Regions from separate parts of the Zea mays genome. Here region 2 is linked to region 1. A link is a contact called in public Hi-C data. All regions are on one chromosome and are shown on one strand. The core of a region is the stretch at or near the end of the contact, and the rest is flanking DNA. Distances in the headings are between cores, read along the strand shown.

Evidence for each region. Hi-C and Micro-C count contacts between places; a contact is called where the count stands out from the background.
Region 2: a Hi-C map of leaf shows a contact between it and region 1, with 6 times the contacts expected there. The contact joins the promoter of LOC100281457 here to the promoter of LOC103639781 in region 1. A contact is called at or near these places in 11 of 25 Hi-C or Micro-C datasets (bundle sheath, ear, endosperm and 3 more).

The regions. Positions count from the first base shown.
Region 1 is chr9:19,834,574-19,841,998 of Zm-B73-REFERENCE-NAM-5.0, reverse strand. LOC103639781 (probable WRKY transcription factor 53) reads right to left here and starts at 3,544. Exons shown (of 3, transcript XM_008662493.3): 1 at 2,598-3,544; 2 at 417-542; 3 at 1-228. The coding sequence starts at 2,953. LOC100282621 (splicing factor 45) reads right to left here. Exons shown (of 3, transcript NM_001412121.1): 2 at 7,273-7,425; 3 at 5,552-6,249. The coding sequence ends at 5,950.
Region 2 is chr9:20,059,537-20,066,961 of Zm-B73-REFERENCE-NAM-5.0, reverse strand. LOC100281457 reads left to right here and starts at 2,958. Exons shown (of 19, transcript NM_001154375.2): 1 at 2,958-3,188; 2 at 3,452-3,515; 3 at 3,756-3,845; 4 at 4,478-4,534; 5 at 4,726-4,774; 6 at 4,853-4,929; 7 at 5,598-5,637; 8 at 5,723-5,817; 9 at 6,526-6,693; 10 at 6,782-6,892; 11 at 6,981-7,068; 12 at 7,398-7,425. The coding sequence starts at 3,064.

The DNA.
Region 1 (7,425 bases), core at 2,295-4,794:
GGGTCCTGCTGCTCCAGCGGTAGTGCAGGCGGCGTTGGCGGCGGCGGCGGTGTCTGGCTCCTCCCGCCGGGCGCGGACAAGGCCGCGGTGGCGCGCCGCGGCTTCTGGTGGCAGGTGTGCTCGCCCTGGTACGTGACGTCGAAGACGCACAAGTCGGCGTCGGATCGCTGCACCTGCTTCGTGGCGGCGCACGCCTGCGCGGCGCGGTACGTGCACCGGTAGTAGCCCCTGCGATGCGCGCCGCGACACAGGAAGTGTCAGAATACCAGACATCGTCACGACGACATCACATGAATCGAATTGTTTTGCTACGAATTTCCTGACGATTTTTTGTCCTGGGGAATTAATCTCTATCATCATCACAACGCAAGCAGTCTTCGATCTTTGATGGCTGTGACCTGAGAGGGTTTGATTACCTGGGAAACTTGGCGCCGAGAATGTCCTTCTGGCCGTACTTCCGCCAGCTGAAGCCGTCGTCCGGGGTGGCCTCCAAGCTTGTTTCTGGCACTCGGAACTTCGCGGTCCATCTTGGCAGACCTTTTCTGTAGGATTCATGACGACCAGAAAAGAAAATGAGGGCTCAGTCAGAAGTTCAGATTCTATATTTTATACCATTCCATTCTATTTGTGTTGACTCGCAGGTACGTTGTGCTTGTATTTGACCGAGCGTGCCGTGTGCTGTATATGCCCACGACCACAAAAAAAAGTGTTCCCTTTTTTGACCAAACAACTAACCATGTATGTTCGTAGCCTGCGAAAAATAATATAGAGGCGGGTCTATGTATAGTAATTCAAGGGTATTTAGTTGAACACCTAATTTTTAGCAAAGAAAAATAATATAGAGGGTGTAGACATATATCGGGGAAAAAGAGAGAGAAAAACAATCAGAATATATGATGTACAACAATTAGCCCAAATTGATAAAGGCCGAAGCGATATGTTTCTGCTCCTTTCTTCTCTCCCACCGGAAGGCCCAAAAAGGCCAAAATCCACACCCGCAATCTCCACGACGTCCATAGCTTCAACTAAATTTACCAAGCAAATTACGTCCAGACTTAACATAACACTCTCTTACTCATCCAAATCTTCTCCCTCGCTCGCGTCGCCGTCTCAACCGACCCCTCTTCCTGCGGGACTGTAACATTAACACGTGCTATATGGTAGTTTAGAGTAGCAATTGTGATTTGTGAATCACCTCTAAATTGGAGCGAGGAGAGATTGGAAAGAAGAGATAACGAGTTTGTGTGCAAATTACGTAGTCAACCTTGTCTAATTTAGTATTCCCTAGTTTAATTAATCTTAGTATCAAAAAGTTGTATAAACAATTTATGAGTTCTTTTAGGGGTCATTTGGATCCATTCGTTTTGGAGGAATTGAAATCTACTTAGGAGATGTTTGACAGATCTCCCGAAGTTCCGTTTCCAACAAGAATCACTCTCGCCTGGCCAAACGGTAAAAAAATTGATCTACTCTGGTGTGAGCGGAGTGAATCTAGTCTCCATTCTATACTATATTAGTGAGAGAGAAAAACTACTCCTTGTCGCTTCAAACGTGCTCCCTATTATCTAACCCTCGAGAATCACTTCACAAACTGTAGCCATTTCGCTAAATAGATTTACTCTTGCTAGAGAATCGCTTGATATAACTCTGCCGGAAAATTAACTCTCCGAGCTAGAGAATTATGGCTCGGATCTCTGCCAAACAGTCCCTTAATGAAGTAGGATATTTAGTTTGTAATTTGATATTCCACTACTTTTTAAAGCTTAGATATAATACTATCTCAAATTTATATGGTGAGGGGCGAAAATTAATTTTACGTATGGCCATATTATGTTTCTACTTTATAATTTATAACACAGTTATCAGCTCGTCCTTTATAATAAAAATATAGCACATAAATATCTTTCATATATAGTTAAATAGTAGTATACAAACATATCTCGCATACAGCTATATAGCTTAATTTGTCTGCACCTAAATTAGGATTATCAGAATAGAATTCAACTGAAATGATCCAACCGGGGTCTTTCTGTTTTGTTGTTTCGTGGTAAATTTTAGGAGCAATTGCACTGCAAAGACAATTTTGTTTTGTTTTAGAAAAATCAAAACCGCGTCTCGTGCTGGTTGAGTGGTCGTGTTGTTCCTGCGTTTTTACGTACAGCTTAAACGGGGTCGAGTCTAAACTTGCACATTTGCACGAACCTAAAACATGGCCATACCTAGATATGTGTAAAGCTCCAATACTCACTCCGCACAAAATATGACGCGATCGAATTTTTTTTTCTAGAACTTTAATTATTTGTCTCATTTAAAAAGAATTGCGAATTATTATTTATTTTGTTGTGATTTGTTTTATCAAAATCGTTTGAACGTGATTTAAAACTTAACATTTTTAATTCATATTTTGAATAAGAGAAGTGATTAGATTTTTGAAAAAAGTCAACCGCGTCGTCATAAAGTACATGTTTCCGATGAATTTGCATATATACGCGTAGTTTTCGATTTTTATGCCGTTTGACCCTATATGCATGCATGCACCCGCCAACCCCCCCTTTTTTTAGTTTGAAAAAAATGGAAAGCGAACGCAGTCAACGCACCTCCTCTTGCACATGGTGCTTTGGCGCTCCTGCGCCTGCGCGTCGACAGCGACCGTCCGGCCCGAGCTCTCGTCCGCCGACCGCGGCGAGTCGTCGGAGCGGTCGGTGCCCCGCGACGACCCCGGCGCGGCGGCCTCGAAGGCCCTAGCGACGGCCGCCGCCCGCCCGAGCGTGCGCTGCAGCCGCCGCGCCGCGCCCCTGTAGTGCTCCGCCGCCGCTCGTCGGGACGACGACCACGGCCCGTCGTCTTCGGCGGCCACCATCTCCCCGAGCTGGCGCGCCTGCTCCTCGCCGTCGGCGAGCAGCGCCAGGAGCGTCTGGATGCCCCCTTCTTCCGCTCCCGCGCCGTCTTGCATGGCTGGCTAGCTCTTGCTTGCTTGCCGCCTAGAGCTACTAACTGGTTCGATCGACCGACCGACCACTCAGCGACGAGTGCTCTGTGGACACGTACTGTGGTTGATTATTCTTGGAGGATTTAACACCCTGGGTGTTGATCGGTCTGTACGAGCGGTATTTCAGCAGCAAGCTGGGACGAGTTGGTGATGGGGATGCAGAGGAAAACTGGACGGATGCGACGGCGGCGACGGCACGACAGTGGCCGATCTGAAAGGGCGAGGCTATATATACGGTACCGCTATAGCAGGGAGGAGCAACGGGAGGGAGGACCGTGAAGTTCAGAGGACGAACGCATGAGAAAACACGAGGTGACCTCGAGTGTCCATGACATGAACACAGCAGAAGGATATATACACGAACAGGTGGCTTCTCGGCCAAGAGAATGGCGGCAACGAACGATGCAATGAGCCGATGATCACGAAAGCTTGCAGTGGGGCAGGTATATATGCAGGACGAGCGAGTAGGAGAGAGAGAGAGAGAGAGCAACGGCGGAGAAGACGAGAGGAATGTGGTGGCATGCAATGCTTGTTCCCGGAGAAGGATGCTAGCAGTAGCAGCAGTTATAAGTAGAACGGTTGTCTGAGATCCAACGGCCATGAATCTGTACTGTACTCTGCAGGTCCCGGCCCGTCTGTGCCGCACACCTGTGGTATTCTTCTCTGATTCCCTGGGTTGGGTGCTCGTCCGTCCATTGACCAGTCGGCGGTCTTTGGTCAGACAACTTATTATCGAACCGGGCGGAGGAGCTGGAGGGGAAACTGCGACGTCCACTAGCTCGATGGAGGAGCTGTGAAGAGACCCGAATAGCTAGCTAGGGGCTTGTTCTCACCGAAGAGCAAGCAGTAGCTAGTGACCCGTTCGCGCGCGACTCCTTTTGGAAAGTTCGGTAGGAACACGAATATTCAAATTCAAACCCTGGGACGAACGACGTGCAGTGCCGGTCGTCGTGCGCTGACCCTTCAACCCTGCGGTGCGGTCGATGCTACTACTGGTCTAGTCCAGAAAAGGTCGTCGTGTTTGTTTTGCAGAAGAGAGAGAGAGAGAGAGAGAGAGAGAGAGAGAGAGAGAGAGAGAGAGAGAGAGAGAGAGAGAGAGAGAGAGAGAGAGAGAGAGAGATAGGCCACGTACGACGGCGTTGCCTCATCATCAAGGCTGAGTGGAGGAGGAATGGAGAAGCTAGGAGGAGGTCAACAGGCGAAGGTCCAACGAACCGGCACCGAATCTTCAGACCCGTTTCCGCGTATTTGGACTGGGAGTCTGCAAGTGACAGTGACGCAAGTGCCACGACGTTGTGCTGACGCCGGCCGGGGGAAAGGAGGCAAGCCAGCCGCACAGGGAACAGTTCCCTTTTCTGCTCTCTGTTCTAGTGTTCTGCGCGCGTAACGATTCCCGAACGAATAGGATTCTGCGGCACTCGTGGAGCCCAGCGGTGGCCGCTGACGCGTCCAACAGCGAGTGAGTGAAAGTGAACGAACAAACGAATGAATGACGTCGCTCGCTAGTCGACTTGTTCGTACGACTCGCTCGCCGTAGCTCGTATAAGCGCCGCGTACATACCGGACGGCGTCGCCTTGTTGTGGATTCCATACAAACAACGGCGGAACAGTTCTCGTACGGATATAAGCGTAAGGATTTTTTTTTTTTACATATATACAAACAAAAACAATCGACTTTTTTCTGTTCTCGCTGCCGACATGGCTGGTAGGTACGGCACCAAGGCCAGCCAAACTACTTCAGGGCATGTAGAATGGAAAGGACTCGAGGAGCTAAAATCTTTCCATTTTAGTCTCTTCAATTCTCTCCATTTGCATGGCTCCCAATACATCTTTTAAACAAGCGTGTTTGATTGAGAAGTGAAGAACAATGAAGCGACTTTATTTTATTTTCTAGGGGTTTGGTTTCCAACAACGAAAGAGGAGTGAAACAGTCGGAGTTTTCATATGAAAAATATACCATAAATAGTTAGAATGACCCTACTCCACCAAAACGACCGAACACAGAGTGCTCTTTAGGACGCGAGCACTCTTCTCCCTCTTCTTCCCTCCACACTTAGATGACTCTCCAACCGTAGCGGCTCCACTCTATTCCAATATTTAACCAAACAAAAAATGGAGCGACTTAGTTCAAATTACCAAACATAGAATGAAATGGCTCTACTATTAGAAACTGGAATAAAGTCGCTCCATTCCGGTTAACTCTCCAACCAAACGCAACCCTAGAAAAGGATGTAGTTCTAAGTTTGGTTGGAGTACAGTTTGATGATACTACTCTCGTTTTTTTTTGGAAAGAGTGTAATTTCTAGGTTTAATTGGAGTCGAGTTTGATAGAGCTCTAGATTCTCCTCGCCAAACGTCCTAGTTCTGAATTCTGACGTTTCTCTCGTGATTGTCGACCACATCCTCTGAAAACGTTTGGTAGGGATCGTATGTCCAGATCCTTGAATTATAGAATTGCAAATTTCCATGGGCGGAAGAACCGCACGAGAAACTGAGCGAGACCACGGCATCAAACGTCATCTTCATTCAACTGCGGCAGAACCCGATGGTTGCAAGCAAGAAAAATATGAACCCAGCGATTATCATTTCAGAGCATAATCAGATTACAGTTACAGCAACGCATTGGGACAACTGATACAGTTCCAGCAATGCTATTCTGTCAACAATAAGGATTTCGTCTGAGATGTCATATCGCAGTTAGGTGATTACAAGATCGAAAATCAGGACAAAATTTTTCATGTATATACGTAGAAGGTAGTTCAGTAGCAGGAGACACGGCACAAAAAAAAAAAACATATCTTATATCCACAATATTTCCAGTACACTACACCTAGCACTAGAAAGCATGCAAATTGTCTGACTGTATGCTCTACTTCATCCTCGATTAACAGAAAGAACTACAAGGCCACAACCCACCTCTCACCTGATATTATACTGATACCACACCAAAACGTTTGGCTTTAGTCGAAGAACCCTGGTACTTCCCCTGGCATCGGAGCGAGTTCGTTCCTCGCAAACCTTTCCTCGTCAAAGAAGGTTGCCTGCACCACGCGCCCGCCAAAGAACCGCCCCTGCAGATCGACCATTGCCTTGGTTGCTTCTTCCGCCCGCTCAAACTGTATGAATATCCTTACAGCCTCATCGGACGGGAAGTATGCCTGTGTGATCTCGAATATCAGCACCCGGGACACCGTCCCGTACCTGGCACACTCCGATGCCACCTCGTCTTCCAGCTCGTCGTCAACCTCGCCAGGACCAACCTGCACATTGTTTCACAATCATGCATAAGAACTGCCTACAGAATTGTAAGTGTCGTATGTTTCCTTCTTGCTGAACAATCCAAACCCTCTAACAGTAAGTGGAAATGGATAGAAAATCTGAATTCAATGGATCGGCACTCTGCTCAAGTCATAGAAATTGCTCAGGATCCAAGGTCTCACACAGTTAATAGACACAATTCAGCAAGATAACTTCATGATGTCAGACTTCTTGGGGTCATACCAAGATACAAATATCATTTTCTTTGACATGAACATGGAAACTTCTTTATCATTAACAATCTAGTAATACTTATTATCTGATAAATCAATTTGTTTACCATGGTATTTCAGAATCATACTGATTCCAGGATCAGCTTCAATCACATAACTGAGATTTCATGACCATTGCATACCATCTAAATTAAAAAACACTAATCAGATAAGACTATTGCAGTACTATAGTCAAATCCAACAGAGAGCTCACTAAAAACCATAAACAAATTCTAGTGGAGTTTGACCTCTAATTATTCTTGAAAATTTTAAAAAGATTAACAAGAACATCAATTAATTATATACGGTGGAGAGAGAAAAAAGAAACTTAGCATTTCTAAACACATATTAACGAAAAATCCTGATTCCTGGGTGCTACATTGGTGCTCCCGTTTGTATTTATAAGCTAAGGGGCAAAGCTAATATGTAGTATTGTAGTTCAGACAAATTTAAATAGCTTGTTTAAACCAAGTTCAAAACTGCAAAGTTAGCAACTTACAATATTGTTACATTCAATTATTGCCAATAATAAAGGTAAGGTAAGGGCTAATCATACACTAGATAGGCTAGTTAACTGTGGCACTACAAGCAAACAGTTGCAAAGGTAATGAGCACACAATCTGCAAGTCATCGACGGATTAAACCTATGCTTCTATGCATCATGATAGTCAGAGATTCATACAAAGACAACTTAAGCACTAACAAAACAGGTATATATTGGAAATGGTGCAGCAATGACATTTAGTCATTTACCATGTTGCGGAGCAGCAAAACTCGTGTTGGTTGCCCATCAAAGTTGACAGATCTCGACTTCTTTTCTGAAGGCCTGGAACTGCTCTCATCAACAATAACTCCTCCCCTCCTATCGGTCTTCTTGGCCACAAGAGGCGCGGTGATCCCCTGCTC
Region 2 (7,425 bases), core at 1,709-4,208, 230 kb before region 1:
CCGGACTGTCCGGTGTGCACCGGACTGTCCGGTGTGCCAATGGGCAGACGGCAACGGTCGGATCCAACGGTCGACTGCTACAGGCGCCAACGGTCGGCTGACGTGGCGTGCACCGGACATCCACTGTGCAGTGTCCGGTGGTGCACCGGACTGTCCGGTGCACCCGACGACAGAAAGCTGCTGCTTTCTGTCCAACGGCTAGTTTGGGATGTGGAGGCTATAAATACCACCCCAACCGGCCATTCTCAAGTGTGGGAGCCCAAGAAACATACCAAGGCATATTGTAGACATTTCTAAGTGCTCAAACACCCAAGTGCTTAATAGAATCACTCGGTGATTAGCGTAGGTGCTTTGTGAAGTGCTTAGGTTAGTTAGACCGCATTAGCGCTTGCTCTAGGTGAATCCTAGTTAGTTGAGTGAGTTTTGTAAAACCACACAACCCCTCGGCTCTTGCGTGAGTCGTTGTAATTGTACCGAGTGGGGCGAGAGTCTTGCGAGACCGTGACAACCGCGTTTGTGTCACAGCCGCCACCGTGTACCGGAGGGAACGAGGCCCGCGGCGTTTCGGCCGGAAGCTCGATAGTGGAGACGGCGGGGAGCGTCCGAGAGGAGCTGGAAGCGGAGCACCACTTGCGTGTGGAGAAGGCCCGCGGCTCTCTACGGAGTTACTCGACCGTGGTGCTTGGCCCTCGCGTGGGCTTCCCTTTGCGTAGGGGCACTAACGAGGATTAGTCGGGACCTTGCGTGGTTCCGGATACCTCGGTAAAAATACCGGCGTCATCCACGAGAGTTTGCTTCTCTACTTAGCTCTTTACATTCCGCATTTATATTAAGCATTTAAGTTTCAATCTTGTAGTCATACTTATCTAGTGTAGATTGAAACTTAGCCTTTGCGGTAGAGATAGCAACACTTAGACAAAACCTAGTTTGCATATTCTAGTTATTTGCATAGGTTTTGCTCTAGGGATTTAATTGTGGCCTAGTTTAGTAAAAGTTTTAGAAATCCTAATTCACCCCCCCTCTTAGGCGTCACCCGTTTCCTACAGGACCTAATCTCAAGACTCTGGTTCTTTGTTGCTCTCTCAGTAACAACATCCTTCAGTTTAGAAGACGAGTCATAGGGTTCTCTAAGGCTCTAACAACATCCTTCAGTTTAGAAAACGAGTCATAGGGTCCTCTAAAGATCTAACAACATCCTTCAGTTTAGAAAACGAGTCATAGGGTCTTCTAAGGCTCTAACCATCCTTAAGTTTAGAAACATCATCCTTCAGTTTAGAAAACGAGTAATATGGTCCTTTAAGGCTCTAGGACTTCTCCATCTCGCGGGGCTCTCTTTGAGCCACCCGGACCTCCAAGGCCCCTAACATCATAATCCTAACATCGAATTGTGGGCTATCTTGGTCTCTAATTCCCTTCATATGAAAAGCCAAGCTCCCTGCTCTTCTATGTGCAGGAGCCCTTGCGAACTAAGGAATACAATCAGGTATGGCCTCTAGACAAGATGGCCTTGGGGAGTACAACCATAGTGTCACATTGTCGCCTTTGTCTCCACTCATAACATTCTTGTGGTACTAGCAGTCTCGATAAGGCTTATGTCCATAGAATTAAATGTGATAGTTGATATTGTGGTCGACGAGATGCATTGTAGCCATGACAAAGGGCAACAGGCGTACTTGAGGCCTCTATGCAGTGTGTGCCACCATGTTTATAGTCGCATCTAACATACTAGCATACAAGTAGGAATTATAAAGTACAGGCAACTATAATATTTACCTGCTACGTTATAGCCAACAGCGTGGGCTCTGACGTCAATGTGATAGGACATATGTGCTATTATGATAGGACATACATGCTACAATGATAAGACACATCTTCCCTACAGCAAGATGAGCTCAACGTTGTCATGTCATGACCAACGCGTGCATCATGTATGGATCCACAATTAGGCGTGGACATTTTCTCACCCAAACCGAACCGAAATTTTAAAACTCGAACCTAAGTTTCGGTGTTACGTTGTTCGGTGTCGGTTTTGGTTCTTAGGGGCTGTTTGGTTCTATATGTATGGTGCCAAAAAATTACCACACAATCTTATACCACACTTGCCTAAGGTGCCTAAGGTTAGGCGCTTAAATTCTGCGTCGCAGTTTGCCACGCCTAAGAGAATCTTGACACACTTTTACCAGTTATTGACGAGTGGGGCCTACGTAGCAGGAGAAAAATCTTGCCACAACTGTGGCTTCAAACCGAACACATGCCTAACTTGGTTAAACTTGCCTAACCTTAGACGTGGCAAGTTAGGCAGCAAACCAATCAAGCCTTTAGTTTTATGAATTTAGGTCTACGGTGTCTAACAACCATGTAACTCTCTTCTCCTTTGTGCCATAAAAGGAAGTAGAGCAACATGTAAGGAGATCAAAGGTAGGTAAGACAGTTAGGACCTTTTAGATTCTTTTTTAGAATCTTGGTGTCTTTTGTAGTTTTGTACCATAAGAGAGGTAACAGAGATAGCGATAGATAAAAAAATTGTTTTGCTCTCGGGGTTCTACAGTTCTACTAATAAATTCTGTTTAGTAGACCAGTACTAGGGCTCTTTGAAAACAAAACAAAACAAAAACTTTTTTTTTTGTGATCGACATGTCCCGTGATCCGTACGCAATTATTTTACACATAAGTATAGGTTACGAGATTGTCGCAAAAGTATGGTTGTGTGCTTGTGCAAGTCTTGGACGTAGCTCGTTATGCCCAAGTCCACGGTGCGTTAATTTATTCCGTTCATGAGCAGAGCAGAGAGGCAGGGTTAACTTGCGCTGCATGTCCGTACCTTTCTTCTTCCGGCCCTGGCCATGTGACTTGTGTGATTGTGACAGAGAGGCAGGCAGGTCAACGTTCAGCGCGCGTACATAACGTAGAGGACCACAGCCCGCAGGCCGCAGGGGAGGGACTGGGAGGCATCGTCGCAAGCAAAGCAAACCTCTCGGGGACAGAGAGGCTGTACGCTGTGCACCTTCTTCTGTGTCTCGTCTCCGACGTACTCCTCTGTCTCGTCGGAGAAGAAGAGAGAAGATGAAGCACCTGGTGGAGGTGGAGGCGGCGACGGCGACCGCGGGGCCGGCGTACCGGAACGCGCGGGCGAAGGACGGCCTCCTGCAGGCCCCGGCGGGGCTCCACAGCTGCTGGGACATCTTCCGGTGAGCCATATCCATCCATCCATCCCTCTGCAGCATCCAGCTCTCTAGATGATCGATCTTTTGCCGCTCTAGTCTCGGCCTTTCCTCGATCTCCACATACACCCTAGCTGCCAGCTCAACGTACGCCCGGCATGCTAGCTAGCTGCTGGCCTGCTGCTGCTGCTGCTGCTACCGTACGTGCATGCATGTGGCACGATTGTTGTTCTTCTGATTGTTGTCGCATGGTTTGCTTGATCGATCGGGCGGGGTTTGTGACTCGGCAGCGCGTCCGTGGAGAAGTACCCCGACAACCAGATGCTGGGTCGCCGGAGAGTCGTCGACGGCAAGGTAAGAACAAAATTGACTTGTTTGTTTCCTCTTCCTTCTTCCACCCAACAACCCACTTGCTGCTGGGAGAATTAATTTACCCGGTCCATTGCTTCTTCGCCGCCCTCTCTAGCTAGTCGTCGTCTAGAAGGTAAAACAAGTAGCATTAATAATATAAATAACAATATCACTACTACTACTACTACTAATCTTGTGCTTACGTATAATATTGGTTTTGTAAATAAAACTGCATGCATGCAGGCGGGCGAGTACACCTGGTGGACTTACAAGGAAGTCTACGACGTCGTGATGAAGCTCGCTGCATCCATGGACAAGTCCGGGATCAAACAGGTACGTACTGCACGCAATAGTCACAGGCATTGCTTCTCATCTTCGATGATGATCTGCACCAGCTGGCGCGTAATAAACACACACACACACACAAGATGAACGTACTACAACATATGGAAGCATCCATCATGCATGCGGATTCACGTCAGCTTGTCTGGCTCACCACTCACATAATCACATGCATCATTAATGTGTGGTTGCTCTTTTGGTTGGATGCATGCATCATGCATGCATATGGCTGGCTGCTGGGGCCTGGGGGAGACCTGATCGACACCTGCCACTGGGAGCGGTAATGGTCTCTAAATTTTAACCTATTAAATTTAAGGAAAACAAGCAACTAATAAGCAAGTATAGGAAACAAGCATGAAGCATGTATAGAAAACAAGCAAGTTGTCGTGACTCGTGATCTTTGTCTCATCCCAATCCCAATCTGTTCCATCAGACAGATATATATAGTAATTGCAGTTAACTAATTGCAATTAATGGGATGTCGTCTAGCAAAAGTGTCGTCCCATCCATGACCCTTTCGCCAGGTTATTTAATTATACTACGTACTACTAGCTAGAGGATCGATTGACCAAGTCAAACATACACCTGATGATGGGCTGGTTTATCAAAACTCAATCCGCCAGGGTGAAAGCTGCGGCATATACGGCGCGAACTGCCCCGAATGGATTGTCAGCATGGAGGTAATAGTTCTATTTTTCATCCAAACTGCCTTTTTTTTAAAAAAAAAAAACAATCCATTCAAACTGCCTGCTTTTTTCTTAGACAATTCAATTCAAACCGCCTTAGCTTACCGAAACGATAAAACTGTGCCTTGGCACTTCTGACCTCGCTCTTGTGCGTATACTATTCAATCTGCTTCTATGGTTGGTAGGCCTGCAACGCGCTTGGGATCTGCTGCGTCCCCCTCTACGATTCTCTCGGTAATAAACAAATGACTCGCATCGGTCGTCACTGCTTACCGTTGATCCCTATCTTGTGTTGTGTCGACTCGTACGTAGGTGCTGGGGCGGTGGAGTTCATCATTTGCCATGCCGAAATACAGATCGCGTTCGTGGAGGAAAAGAAGATCACAGAGGTAGGTAGGGCAGCTTGCTCGGTCGCGTTTCTTACTTCTCCAAAATTTAATTCAATTCATTTACTAACATTCAATTAATCAGATACAAGATTTTCATGGACGTTAGGTAGTAAGCTGACACTGACATGATGTCATAGTATAAATAAAAAATGTTAAAATTTTGTAGGAGTAAAACTTAACTGTTTCTGACTAAACCTACGACAATGAAAGTTTGAAACCTCTACTGAGATTGGCCTGTCTACATCTTATCAAAAAATTTAAAAAAATCTATCTACAAGAGAGAGAGAAAACCATTTACTTTTACCGAGCGTCGTCGGTGACGTCGCGCCGCCGCCGTGAGCCCCAAGCCCCCAAAGCCACCCCCACGTGAGGGAGGTGAGGGCGGTAGGTTCTGCCCTACCGGCGGCCCCGCGCAGCCTGACCGCGAGTACTCTGGGTCGACGAACTGAAACGGCGGGGTGAAATCTGATCTGCAGGTGTTGATTTTCCCCATTTTTCACTCCAATATTCCATACTCCAATAGCATGTGCAACAGGTGGAAACGTGCGCCTAGTGGTTGTTATTGCAGTGCAGAGTAGCATTGCTTTTTTTTTCTAGACTAGCTCTTTAGTTAGTTTGTATTTATGTTTGACCGTACCGTGTTTGTTGATTACTTTCGACGACGACAGCTCCTGAAAACTTGCCACGCCACTTCGAAGTATCTGAAAAGTAAGTGCCTCCCTAGCATGATGTTGGTTGGTTAGGTAATTCGTCACTGTGGAAATCATGGTTTTTCTTTCGTTTCATCTGCCAGCGGTCATAAGCTTTGGAGGAGTCACAAATGACCATAAAGATGAAGCTAAAAAGCACGGCCTGTCTATTTTCTCTTGGGACGAATTCCTGGTCATGGTAAGCATTGGGCTTCTTCAGCTTACTTTATAGATTACAGGTGTTCCAGTTGAATGGTATGGCAATAAGTGCTACATGAAACCTTTTTTCTATGTAAAATAATCTACATTACTTTTACAAAAGTGGCTGAAAAAAAGCTGGCAGTTTTGCCTTATCTGTATCTTATTATTCTTGGATGGCTAGTTTTCATATGTGGTAAAGGCATTCACAGACAAGTGCTATGTGAAGAACAAGAACCACATCCCAGTTGAGGAGGAAGCTCAACTTATCAGCTAAAATGTAAAACTTCATGCCTAGAACAAATACTAGCACATGTGCAGATATGCGGTGTCTTTCATGGAATAATATATACGTATTTGTGTCTCCCTTTTATACCTGGAAGGCTAGAAGTCCACAGTAGAACCTTTAATGCAAAGGCCAAGACTGATTTTACCAACTTGGGTTGCATATTATATGATAGAAGTTTGTATGGCCTCCATAATTTTGCTGTCATGTTGTCTACTAGGAAAAAAGATAAAACTTGTGTGAGTGCTTGGTGCTTCTAGTGTTCAAATCCATCCACAAAACGATAACTTTTTTGAAATAAATGGTATTTGTATACATCACTCAAGCAAATATCTTTTTTGAAATAGAATCACTCAAGTAAATCTCATGCCTCAAATAGTATCATATGATTCACAAACTCTTGACAATGCTGTATGCTTATAGGGTGGCTCTCATAATTTTGATCTGCCTGAAAAGAAGAGATCTGACATCTGTACAATAATGTACACAAGTGGCACAACAGGAGACCCTAAAGGAGTTATGTTATCAAATGAAAGCCTTCTTGTAAATATTGCAGGCCCTGATTCTGTACTTCAGTATCTTGGTGAAGCTGTAAGTAGAATCTCGAAGTTTCTTTGTGAAAGAACTCTGATGTCCTTTTGCAAGCTCATTTGGGTTCCTCTCCACTCTCTTATTGCAGTTTGATCAAGACGATGTCTATTTGTCATATCTTCCACTAGCCCATGTCTTTGATAGGATGTTTGAGGAAGTGTTCATTTACCATGGGTCAAAAATAGGATTTTGGCGTGGGGTATGGTTCTTGGTTACTCGGTACTCCTTGTTTCCTTGTTGACCTTTAGGCAGTAATGCATATTGATATTTATGTTATGTATCTGTAGGATGTCAAACTTTTGGTTGATGACATTGCAGCACTAAAACCAACAGTATTTTGTGCTGTTCCACGTGTGCTAGACAGGATATATTCAGGTAAATTCTATATGAGTGTTAAAACATGAATGTTTAACTGATCAGTTCTTATGCCAATTAACTGAATGGGTTTGGTTGCCTATAAAGTAAACTGAATTACGATTCTTTTCAGGGAATGAAACATCTCTCTAATTGATTCAATACCCAGATATATCCTAGTTCTGTTATGGCATCATGTTTAGATTACAATGTTTCTTATGGTTTCTTATTCCCAAAGGCATTCATAAAATTCATGTTACAGATTATGCATACCCAAAACAATTTGCAGTAGTCCTTTTTATAGGTTGATTCGTTGATAGTGAATTTACTTTATTATGTTTATTATGCAGGTCTTACAACTAGGATATCTTCTGGTGG